Regions from separate parts of the Lactuca sativa genome. Here region 2 is linked to region 1. The links are chromatin contacts, called in public Hi-C maps. All regions are on one chromosome and are shown on one strand. Each heading gives the region's core, a stretch centred on a gene start, on an enhancer-like site or on the middle of the called end of the contact. The rest is flanking DNA. Distances are from core to core; before and after follow the strand shown.

Region 1 (5,449 bases), core at 1,644-4,143:
TGAACTCAGCTTTCTCACACAAATCCTCCCGAATCTCAGAAACGGACATATAACAAGAGCCTAATTCTTGATTTGGGCCAAGAGAAATCTTGTTTTGGGTACTTGAAACAAACTTGTAGGCATGATTCGAGTAACTAAGCCCATACCCAAATTCAAAAACGGGTTTCCCGTTATAGAATCGGTATGTTCGACCTGGGTAGCCCAATGACGGGTCGGGTCTCATTCGCATATCCGTCATTGCCACTTTTGCAAATTCCCTTGGATACCATGTCACCGGTAATCTTCCTCCTACAAAAGAAAATTGTTTTTTAATATATTGAATTAGAAATTTTTTTATGTTTGACTGAAAAAGTCAAAGTGGAAGTTCACCTGGATTGTGGTCACCGAAGATGATTTCAGTGAGAGCGGTGGCACCATCTTCACCAGGGTACCCGGCCCATAAAATTGACCCAATTTTCGGGTCATCTTTAGCGAACGAAACATCCACCGGACCTCCACAAAGTAAAACCAACAAAACCGGGTTTTTAACAGATTTAGCAATAGCAGACACCAGCGCCGATTGTTTCCCCGGAAGAACCAAATCAAGTCGATCGAGCTTCTCCCTTTCTTGAGTTTGATCCAAACCCATCACCATAATCACGTAATCCGCCATTTTTGCTATTCCAACAGCTTCATCAATGGCGACGGAAGTGCAGTTCACGGAATCAACACATCCCGGGTGGTAGTGTGTGTTCTTCACGTACTTTTCAAGTGCTTGAAGAATCGTGATGTTTTTACACGCCACACCTTCGTAGTTTCCGAGCAATGTTTGGGTGGAATTGGCGTTGGGGCCTATGACGGCGATGGAATTGGTTTTCGATTTCGAAAGCGGGAGAAGCCTATCTGAGTTCTTCAACAAAACGATGCCGCTTCGCGCAGCTTCTAGGGCTAGGTTTTGGTGTTCTTCAGAGCAAACATCGTCGGGTCCGAAGTTTCCATAGATTCCGGTTTTAGGATTTCCGTTGAACAAACCTAATCTCATTCTAATTGTAAATAGATTCTCTAAAGCTCTGTCGATTTCTGCTTCTGTTAATTTCTTCATTTCGATTGCTGATTTTGTGTATTTCTTCAAGTAAGAACCACAGTTGACATCCATACCTGCAATAAAAAACTCTTTAAGTTGTTCTTTACTGACTTGTGCTTTATCCATTAAAGATTGTACGTTGATAACTCTTTAAATTGTAAAGGTACAACTCAACAATGCATAAATTACCAGCTTTTATAACACTAGCAACAGCATCTTCAGGTAATTTGGAATATCCTTGAACATCATGCATAATGGCAACTGCATCACAATCTGATGCAATGTACCTGTGAATTGTGATCATAAAAACAAGTTAAAAAAGCACATCGTATGCAGAACAACTTGTACACAGTCGTACAAGTTGCTGATGCATATCTGTATCAAGATTATGCTTCCAAAGATTTTTTATGGGTACCCATTAAAGCTCCAAGCTTGACGAGCTGTTTTGGTTAAAAGGTTGTAATCAGCACAATTTGGTACGCCATTGACACGATTATAAGCACACATTATTCCACTCGCTTGCCCTTGTTGTACACACTGCTTAAATGGTGGTAAGTATGTATCTGCAAGATCTTGTTGAGTAATCTGCATATCGATATCTCAAGTTCTCAGCCCACAAAGTACAACCATCATTGCATAAAAAAATACAACGTACAACTCTATAATGCAGGAGGGAGGCCTGAAACCTGAGACGTACATTGGCATCAAAGTTGTATCGATTAGCGGTTTTCCAGTTATCCAAATCATTGGCAACGAAGTGTTTACAGCAAGCGGAGGCTTGAAGATGATCGGAATTTGGATCCATTTTTCCACCTTCAAAACTGTCACCTTGAATTCCTCTTACGTATGAAACTGAATAATCTCCGACAACCAATGGATCTTCACCGGGTGTCTCTTGTGCTCTTCCCCATCTTGGATCTCTTAACACGTTGATGTTTGGTGCCCAAAATGTTAGCCCCTTTGCTTGACCTACATTGTACATTGCTCTTGCTTCTCTCCCAATTGCCTACATAAGCATTGAAAACTCATCAGTGGAGTCTAATGTCATGCGTAATTTTGACTAATAGTCGACTATTTTGCTTGCTCTCCGTTTGAAGTATGGTAAAATGGAACCCTAGGTTTGCTAGAATTGTAGTGAACTATCGATCTTAAATCAAATTGGAAGAGAATGCTGCTTGATTTGTTGACTGATAACTATAATGAACGTGAAATCGAAAGAAAAAGAAAACCTAGATCATCAATAAGAATGGAAGACTGACCTGACCAATCCGATACCAAAGATGTGAATCAAAAGAAGCAGCTGTGAGGATGACTTGAGGGAACTGCGTAGAGGCGGTGATCGTTCCGTTAAATCTCACACCCTTTCCGTGTCGAGAAATGCCGTGCAATGCCTCCGACCACCACTCGTAAGCGGAGATCCCAAGGCGAGGAATCCCCGGCGCTCCGTTTACCAGCTGCAAAACTTTCTCGTCTAACGTAAGTCGTGAAACGACATCGTGAGCGCGGTTGGGAATCGGCAAACTGACGTTGCAGAAGGGGTATGGTGGTGTAGGTGATGAAGAATCGCATGAAAACGGAGGTTGGGGTGACTCCGCCGAGACGATGATCGTTATCATCGTCGTCGCGAAGCATTTGATCACGAAAGCAAGACCAATTCTGCTGTAAGTTATCATGTTTGTAGGGTTTTGGGTTTGAAGTTTTGCTAAAATCTCTCTTGATAACACGAATTCTCCACAGTCCACACGCTACGCATAGAATGGGGCGAAGAGGGGATAGAACTCAGTGGCTCAGTGGAGAAAGAGTGGCTCAGTGGAGAAAGCATTTGTTGCAGGCTCTTCATATCACCATGATTTGATTTTTAAGTTTCTTCAATAATTATATATTTTAATAAAATTTTAATTGTATTCCCGTAATCATAACAATAAATATTTTTATTTAGCTGAAAATTACAAATATAACAAAAAAATAATAATAATTTAACTAAAAATAGCTGAAAGAAACAATTAGATTTTTTTAAAAACAATCAGTTCTAGAGATTATATTCAAGAATATTAACGTAAATAAATAAAACACTAATATAAAATATTTCAAACACTAACAAGAATATATAAAAAAAAATTAAATTGAACACTAATATGAATACGAAAATACATAATTAAAAGACTACTACAAAAAATAGACATACATAATTAGATAAGCAAAACAATTATTATTATTTCTTATTACATTTCACAACTAACAAACAAAAACTAAAAATTAGAAACACGATACATTTCAAAATCTTCCAAAATTATAAAACTAACAAAAAATCTAAAAATTAAAAATACAAGACATCTTTCAAAATATTTGAAGTGTCTTCGTGTGCAAAATCGGCTCACATCACTTTGTATTATACTATTATATATTGCTTGCTAGTCGGTTCCAAACTATCATCTTCATCTCCATTCATCAATTCATGTTTGATATTGTTATAAAATTTGGTTGAAAATCTCCATGTCTCTTGTTAAATCCTTAAACTTAGTTTATATTATCCAAAAAATATCGTTTAACTTAGTCTTTATTTTTATTTTTGTCTGGTAAACTCTACAACATAATTCATGGTGAAACATATTTGTCAAGCTGGCCGAAAATAATCCTACCATCAAATGTAGGAGAATGATGACAATAATATCATCATTAATGATAATCTAAAAACATGCGTGTATGATTTCCTCTTCTACAATCCACTGAAAGGGTACATTGCCGACATTTTGAGTTGTGAAAAAAAATTGAGTCTTACACCCCGCTCCCGAGTTGATGCAAAGAAAAAAGAGAAGAGAAAAATAAAGGAAATGAAAATAAATTTGTCTTTTATGCTCCCAAGTTGGAGAGAAATAGACGGAAAGTTAAATATTTTATTCTTTTTTTTCAAATCCTCCCAAATTGGAAGGGAAGTTAGGAGAGAAAATTATTCTTCCACTTCCTTCCTTTAATGAAACTCAAGAGCATCAATCTCTTTTACTTTCCTCTCATTTCTGTCCATTTCCTTTTTTTTTTCTCTCCTTGGATGTTAAGACATATTTATAGTGAGAAACAATTAATCTATCTAATTATAAACTAGTAAACATACAAGAATATTGCCTAAAAAAACCAAACACATATGAATATACAAGTCACCATTGCAACACTTATGTACAAGAATATTGCCTAAAAAAACCAAACACATATGAATATACAAGTCATCATTGCAAGACTTATGTAAAGTGACTTGTGCATTCTCATCTACAAAATGTGACCTATGATTTGGCCCCCATGGGCCGAGATTTCCTCTTAGCCAGCTGGAAATTCATTATTTTTTGACAAAACAACAAAAATGGTCCCTGTTGTATGTATTTTTTTGGAGCTATAATCCAAACCTCGATTTTTTTTTGGTTTGGTGGTCCTTTTGAGCTAGTTTCATTGCGTATTTAGTCCCTCAGTAATCTGAAATGACTGTAATGCCCCTCATGTATTTATTTTTCATTTTTCTTTCATTTTTTAAATTTAATATATATATATATATATATATATATATATATATATATATATATATATATATATATATATATATATATATTAATAATGAAGAAATAAAGGGAGGTCTGTCTCTCTCTCTCCAGACCTAGCTCTGTGAATCTTTTTTTTTTTGGTAAATCTCTTGAAGATATATTGAAGTTGTTGGATGAAAGATATAGTGGTTTAAGGTTGGTAAGGTTGGAAAGATTAGGAATTTGACCGGAGATTGAGTTTTGCTTTAAGCTTAAAACGCGAAACTGATCCAACTGGTTGATGATTCATGAATCAAATGGCTAACTCAAGTTCAAATTTTCAAGAACAAGTTTCGAAACTCGACCTCTCAAGCATTCCTGAACCCCTTCCCAATTACAGAAATCATTTCCTCTCCATTGCAATGAATTTGAAGGATCAATGGCTTATCTTATCTCCAGAAGTGCTTCTAAATCACCATTGAATACAAAATGAAAATACAAGCTAAATGAAAGAACAAGAACAGCTTTCGAGTTTCTCATTTCAAACATTTGAAGTCAAATTCCAAAACAAAATTGTAGTTTTTAGATAGGGTTTCATTACCCATGATTGCCTGAAGATTTGTAACCACGAAATCTGCAATAGATCCGGCTGAGACCAAGACATGAACATGTGTGTTCTCCTTTGTTGATTTCATATATGATTCTTGTGGATTAGTTGGTATTACGTCTGATTCATCGATCGAATCAGATTCTTATCAGAGCTATAAGAATTTTTTTTTTTTTTTTGCTTCTGATTTGTTCTGTTAGTGAGGTTTCTATCAAGATTTGGTGGTTCTCAAATCAGATCTGAAGTGTATCTCCGTTTTTTCTATACCAGATC
Region 2 (5,146 bases), core at 2,428-4,927, 280 kb after region 1:
CTTATCTGACTACAATAAGAAAAAAAAAAGTAAAATTCTATAATTTGGAACATTGAGAGAAATCAATACCAAATCATTGCATAGTTAGGAAGCATACTGATTCAGCACCAAAACATGAGCCACAATATGTCTCATTGTGTTGAAGCCTTCCACCATGTTTTTGCAAAGGCCTTTCAATCTGTTACTTGTAAGAAAAATATTGTTTTTAATCAAGTTTTTAAACTGTAGTTCACCATAGAAGAAGAAGAAGAAGAGGAGGAGGAGGAGGAAATTTTGTTGCTAACCTTGGGAGTTCCAATGCCATCTTGTCTTGACTCTATGACATTACCGTAAGCATCAAGTCGCTTTTTATAAACATCATGTTTCTGAAATGAGAATCAACATGATAATGTTTGGATGTTGCATACTTTGATTTAATGAAAATAGGGAAGAAATGATATGAAATTACATACAATGTCAAGGTGTTCCTCTCCACTGATATCCATAGCATCAAGACTAAGTATTGTACATGGAAGTGATGGAAATATGATATCAAACTGCACTTTCAGATGAAATAGAGGGTATAACAATTAATTCCAGAAGTTGAAATACTATAGAACCATAATTGAGAAGGTATAGTGTACAGAAAATGCTACTACATTGATTCGTAGTCGTTCTCCTCTTGAGGTGTCTACGATTAGCTTTGTTTCAGTTACAGAATTAAGATATAATCCTGCAACGAAGTAGCAGCGTACATTTCAATTAGATCGTTTAGAGAAACAAAGTGGAATTCAGAAAAGGAAGTTTGCTGAAAACGTAATAGTATCATTTTTTTTGAAGTAAATGACAAAAAACTCAATGACGTTGACAATTTTGTTCTGTTAGCATCCAAACTTCACACCAGTTTTAAGTTAACCCGATTGAAAAGCCCAAATGTGCTCTTTTTTCCAATCGGAAAGAGAAATTGTATGAAAATCAGTCATAAACTTTGAAAACCTAACTTTTTTTAGGTATCGAATCAATCATATATTCTCATGTGAATCAAAGACCAATACAACATCAATCAACGAGCATAGACATCCCTATGTGTGTATATATGCAGAGAGAGAACTCACTCATTTCGGAGAAGAAAAGCAGAAGCATTAAGATAGAAGATACAAGGGTGATGAGACCACCGGAGATCGTTCTGCTGTAGAAATCCTCATTGATCTTAGGATACGCATCCAAATTCCGCATCTTGCTCATTATCCTTTCCATTTTCTGAAATCTATAGAGAATTCCACTATCTAAACAACACTTCGATCAATTTTCTAATATTCGGTTTCAATTTTCAAGCTGAACAACGCCGATAAGAATTCGACATGCAAAGTATGTGTCGATCTTGAGAACAAATTTTCCACTTAATATATTTCTTCGACTGAATCCAAGAGATTACAAAATACACTCCTTTATGAATCAATCAAATCGCATTAAGAAACTTGGAGTCGCCGGTGAACAGCGTCGTCAGATCTTCTACTCGCCGGATCAACTTGTGAATTTACAGAACCCAAATCATTGGACTGGGCTTTATATTATAAGCCCAATTATGTGACTCTAAATATCTTTATAACCCATTGGATGTATTCGGATTCTTATGAAATAAAATGCATATTCAATCCAAATATTCGAACCGAACGTAAACTATCCGACGGATATGATCCGAATGCGAAAGAGACTGAAGTCGGATATTTTCTCGGATAAAAATCCGGGTCATAACCGGAAAAACCCGAAATAACAGTTGGAAGCGAAAATTTTGAACTTGCCTCTCTCTAGAAGTAGCATAAATAGATTTTTTTTTTCTTATTTGGTTTAATATTGAAAAAAAAAAAAAATACTCATTATGCTCGAAGTTTTTCTTCAATTTTAAAGTTGAAAATATTATCCCTATAAGTTTTTTGTAGCCGTCGTACTATGTAACCTCAAGGAATTATACGAATGTTCATATCGTGGAAATTAAATCAATTTTCTAAAATAATAAATTTTGGATAATTTTGATTATTGCATTATTAAAAATAGAATCAAATTAAAAAGGCTTGGTGCAAAATATATGGTAAGTTTTACAACCATAATGGAAACTCGACATTGAAAATCATACTGATAGTTTTTGCAAAACAGAAAAAGGGTAATTTCGATATTTTTCAAACTAATATCAGATTATATATATGATATTTTTTTATTTACAAGAATGATAATGTATGGATAAATTTTTCAAAATTTGTCATCCAAGAAGCTCTACCGTTGACAACACGCAACTTACTGATATAATTCGAATGAATCTTCAACCTAGTTATAATCCGATAAGTCGAACTACCATTAGACACAATATGCAATTAAATGGTGAATCAAAAATAAAATGTCAAATGCTACCATGTTCTTTTTGACATGGTCATCTATATGAAACTAAATATTTTAAAATACTTTCGGAAGATACTTATGTTTTTCTTTTTGGCGCACATTAAGTACTAATATAAATGCTGACGACGTAAAAATCATAAAAATTTCAAAAATTCAAATCTAGCACAGGCTAAACCAAGATTTGTCGCAAATCAAATATTAAATTCCAATGAAACTTTTTAAAAATTATTTCACCATTATAAAACAAAATATGATCAACCAAGTAATCTAGCAGCTAATATTGTGAGGAGGCGACGATGGAGAATCATCTTAAAATGGATTGTTAATTGAAGTTGTAAGTAAATGCCAACGAATTTCAGCCCAAGTAGTGGATTAAAAATTATATGTCAACAGATTTTTAGCCCATTTTAATTTTGAAGAATTTAACCTTGATTTTTGTTTTGTTTGGTTTAAATAAAAAAAAAAAAACTGTAATTTCTGATTCTACAAGTCATGGCTAATGATATACTAATCGTCTAAGCTTCTACGTTATCTTTTGAATCTGTATTTTCTTCTACAAGTCATGGCTAATGTGTTTGTTTGAAGGACTACCTAACCGATGTGAAATAGATACAAAATCACATTCTAATTGAAACACCACTCTTACTACTCACTTAGGAGTACATCCACGATGAAGAGCATACATCCACAAAGAAGAGCTTACACAGGAGAGACACTCCTTCATTAAAATAAATTGGGGTGATTATAAAGATAACATTCTATAGTTTTCGAATTAGAATAAAATTTGATCTCATTAAGACGACGAATTTCAAGAATAAGATTTTTGTTATGAATTATCCGGATTCATATATTCTAAAATATGGATTATCTGAGTCGTGATATGATTAAATAGGGTATCCGATTTTTATTTTTTAAAATCCAGTTTCAGTTATGTACCTCTAAGCCTTTTGATCGAGTTGTTTTATTTGATTGAAATTAGTAGATATGAATTCAAACTACCAGACTTGATTTGTATATAAAATTCATAAATTCATATTCGAAATAACTTTTGCACTAGTATTTAATATTCGATCGTATTCGGTTTAGAATTTAAGAATTTCCTTTACCCTTGAATTTTAGATTAACCAAGCAAATTAATATTTTATAATAGGCTAAAAATTATTACACACCAGGATCAATCCCACTCTATATGCTCAACCTCCCAAATTGTTAATTGCGAAAGCCTCCCCCCTTTCCCCTGTATGCAAACCACCACCCTCTTCCACCATTATTGCCAAAACCACCACCACCACCATCACTTTTGGTCCTTCCATGGAGGAGAGGGGGCCTCCCTCCACTTCTCATGTTTCCGGTGACTACCCCCCTAATTCCACCCACAAATATCATAGCATTCCAGACACCAACAACTTCCAAGACACCCCTACGGGGACTTACGTCGTCCAAGTCCATAAAGATCGAATTTATAGAACCCCACCACCGGAAAACGCTTTGATTGTGGAACGCTATCGTAATTCTCCTGCTAAGAAACAATCTAACTGTATTAAATATGTGTTGATTTCCATCGCTATTATAGTTCTCCTTCTAGGATTCATAGGTGGGATTACGTTAGTCGTGATCAAGAAAGATGACCCTAGATTTCGTGTAGAACGTGTACGTGTTAACACAAAAGAAAAAAACCGACAAAAGAAAACCGATTTCGACATCACGTTGGCATCAAGAAACCCTAATGCTCACACGATCATATCATTTGATGATCATGGAAAAGCTGCTTTGTCTTTTAAAGATAGAAGATTTGCCATTGGAAAGTTTCCATCATCTGAACAAAGCCCAAAAAACTCAAAGGACGTGAAGTTAACCCTTACGAGTTCATCTAATAGTAAGTTACCTATGGGGATTCGAAAAAGCATGAATGGGACGACTGGAAAATCCCAAAGAAATGTCGAAATATTACTAGAGTTTAGGGTTCCGGTGAAAATGAAGGTGGGGACGTTGCAGATGAAGAGCAAGACGATATCAATGTTGTGTCATTTCAAGGTCAATAATTTGGCCAAGAATCCACGTATTTTATCTCAAGATTGTGATTATTCCACGAGATACTAATCACATTCTCGATGGTCGTTTGATGATGGTGATTTTCCCTCAGGATTTCGTTACAACGAAATTACTAGATTTTTGTAATTTTTTTACTTGTTTAATTTTTATTCTTTTCGCTATAGTATTTAAAAGAGAAAACGTTAGCCTTTAGATGTATGTGATTGTGCGAATATTGGCTTATAATGTATGATGTTCCATTTCTTGAGTTTTGATTAGGGTTTTACAAGAACTTTTTAAATGATGTACTCGTCCTCAAGAAAGGAATAAGAGGAACAGTATCCTTACACTTCCAAACATCCCATAGGTGAGATAAAACCACCACTTCTTTGACTAAATTAAAGAAAATGCTCGAACCAAGTTTCATCCGTGAAAGTACTCTATTAATTCATATTAAAACAAAAGTAAAAGGATGCGTTAATTGGTAGGCTTATATCTAATATGCGAATCAGAAAATACAGCAAGCAAACTATTGACTACAACTGTTTATTAGCAACTACTTTGAATAGGATTAGAGGGAAATGGAGCAATAATTGGTAAAAGCCAAGAGTTTTAATTAGTTTTTAGCACTCGTTACAAGAAATGAGACCATTAGCGTCGATATATAGCCATACATGCTTGATGTCGCCACGGATGGTTTATTCTGATATTCGTGTGATTCTTCGGTTGTCGATCGTAGCCG

Evidence for each region. A called contact is a pair of places that touch in the nucleus more often than the background predicts.
Region 2: a Hi-C map of leaf shows a contact between it and region 1, with 4 times the contacts expected there. The contact joins the promoter of LOC111921326 here to the promoter of LOC111921271 in region 1. A contact is called at or near these places in 2 of 4 Hi-C or Micro-C datasets (leaf and seed).

The regions. Positions count from the first base shown.
Region 1 is chr9:50,122,091-50,127,539 of Lsat_Salinas_v11, forward strand. It overlaps LOC111921271 (probable beta-D-xylosidase 7), which reads right to left and starts at 2,894. Exons shown (of 6, transcript XM_023916847.3): 1 at 2,323-2,894; 2 at 1,761-2,069; 3 at 1,479-1,648; 4 at 1,253-1,350; 5 at 370-1,137; 6 at 1-288. The coding sequence starts at 2,736.
Region 2 is chr9:50,399,567-50,404,712 of Lsat_Salinas_v11, forward strand. It overlaps LOC111921326 (NDR1/HIN1-like protein 13), which reads left to right and starts at 3,678. Exons shown (of 1, transcript XM_023916892.2): 1 at 3,678-4,473. The coding sequence starts at 3,685. The coding sequence ends at 4,473. It overlaps LOC111921269, which reads right to left and starts at 1,536. Exons shown (of 12, transcript XM_023916844.3): 1 at 1,095-1,536; 2 at 639-712; 3 at 453-536; 4 at 285-365; 5 at 98-178; 6 at 1-9. The coding sequence starts at 1,236.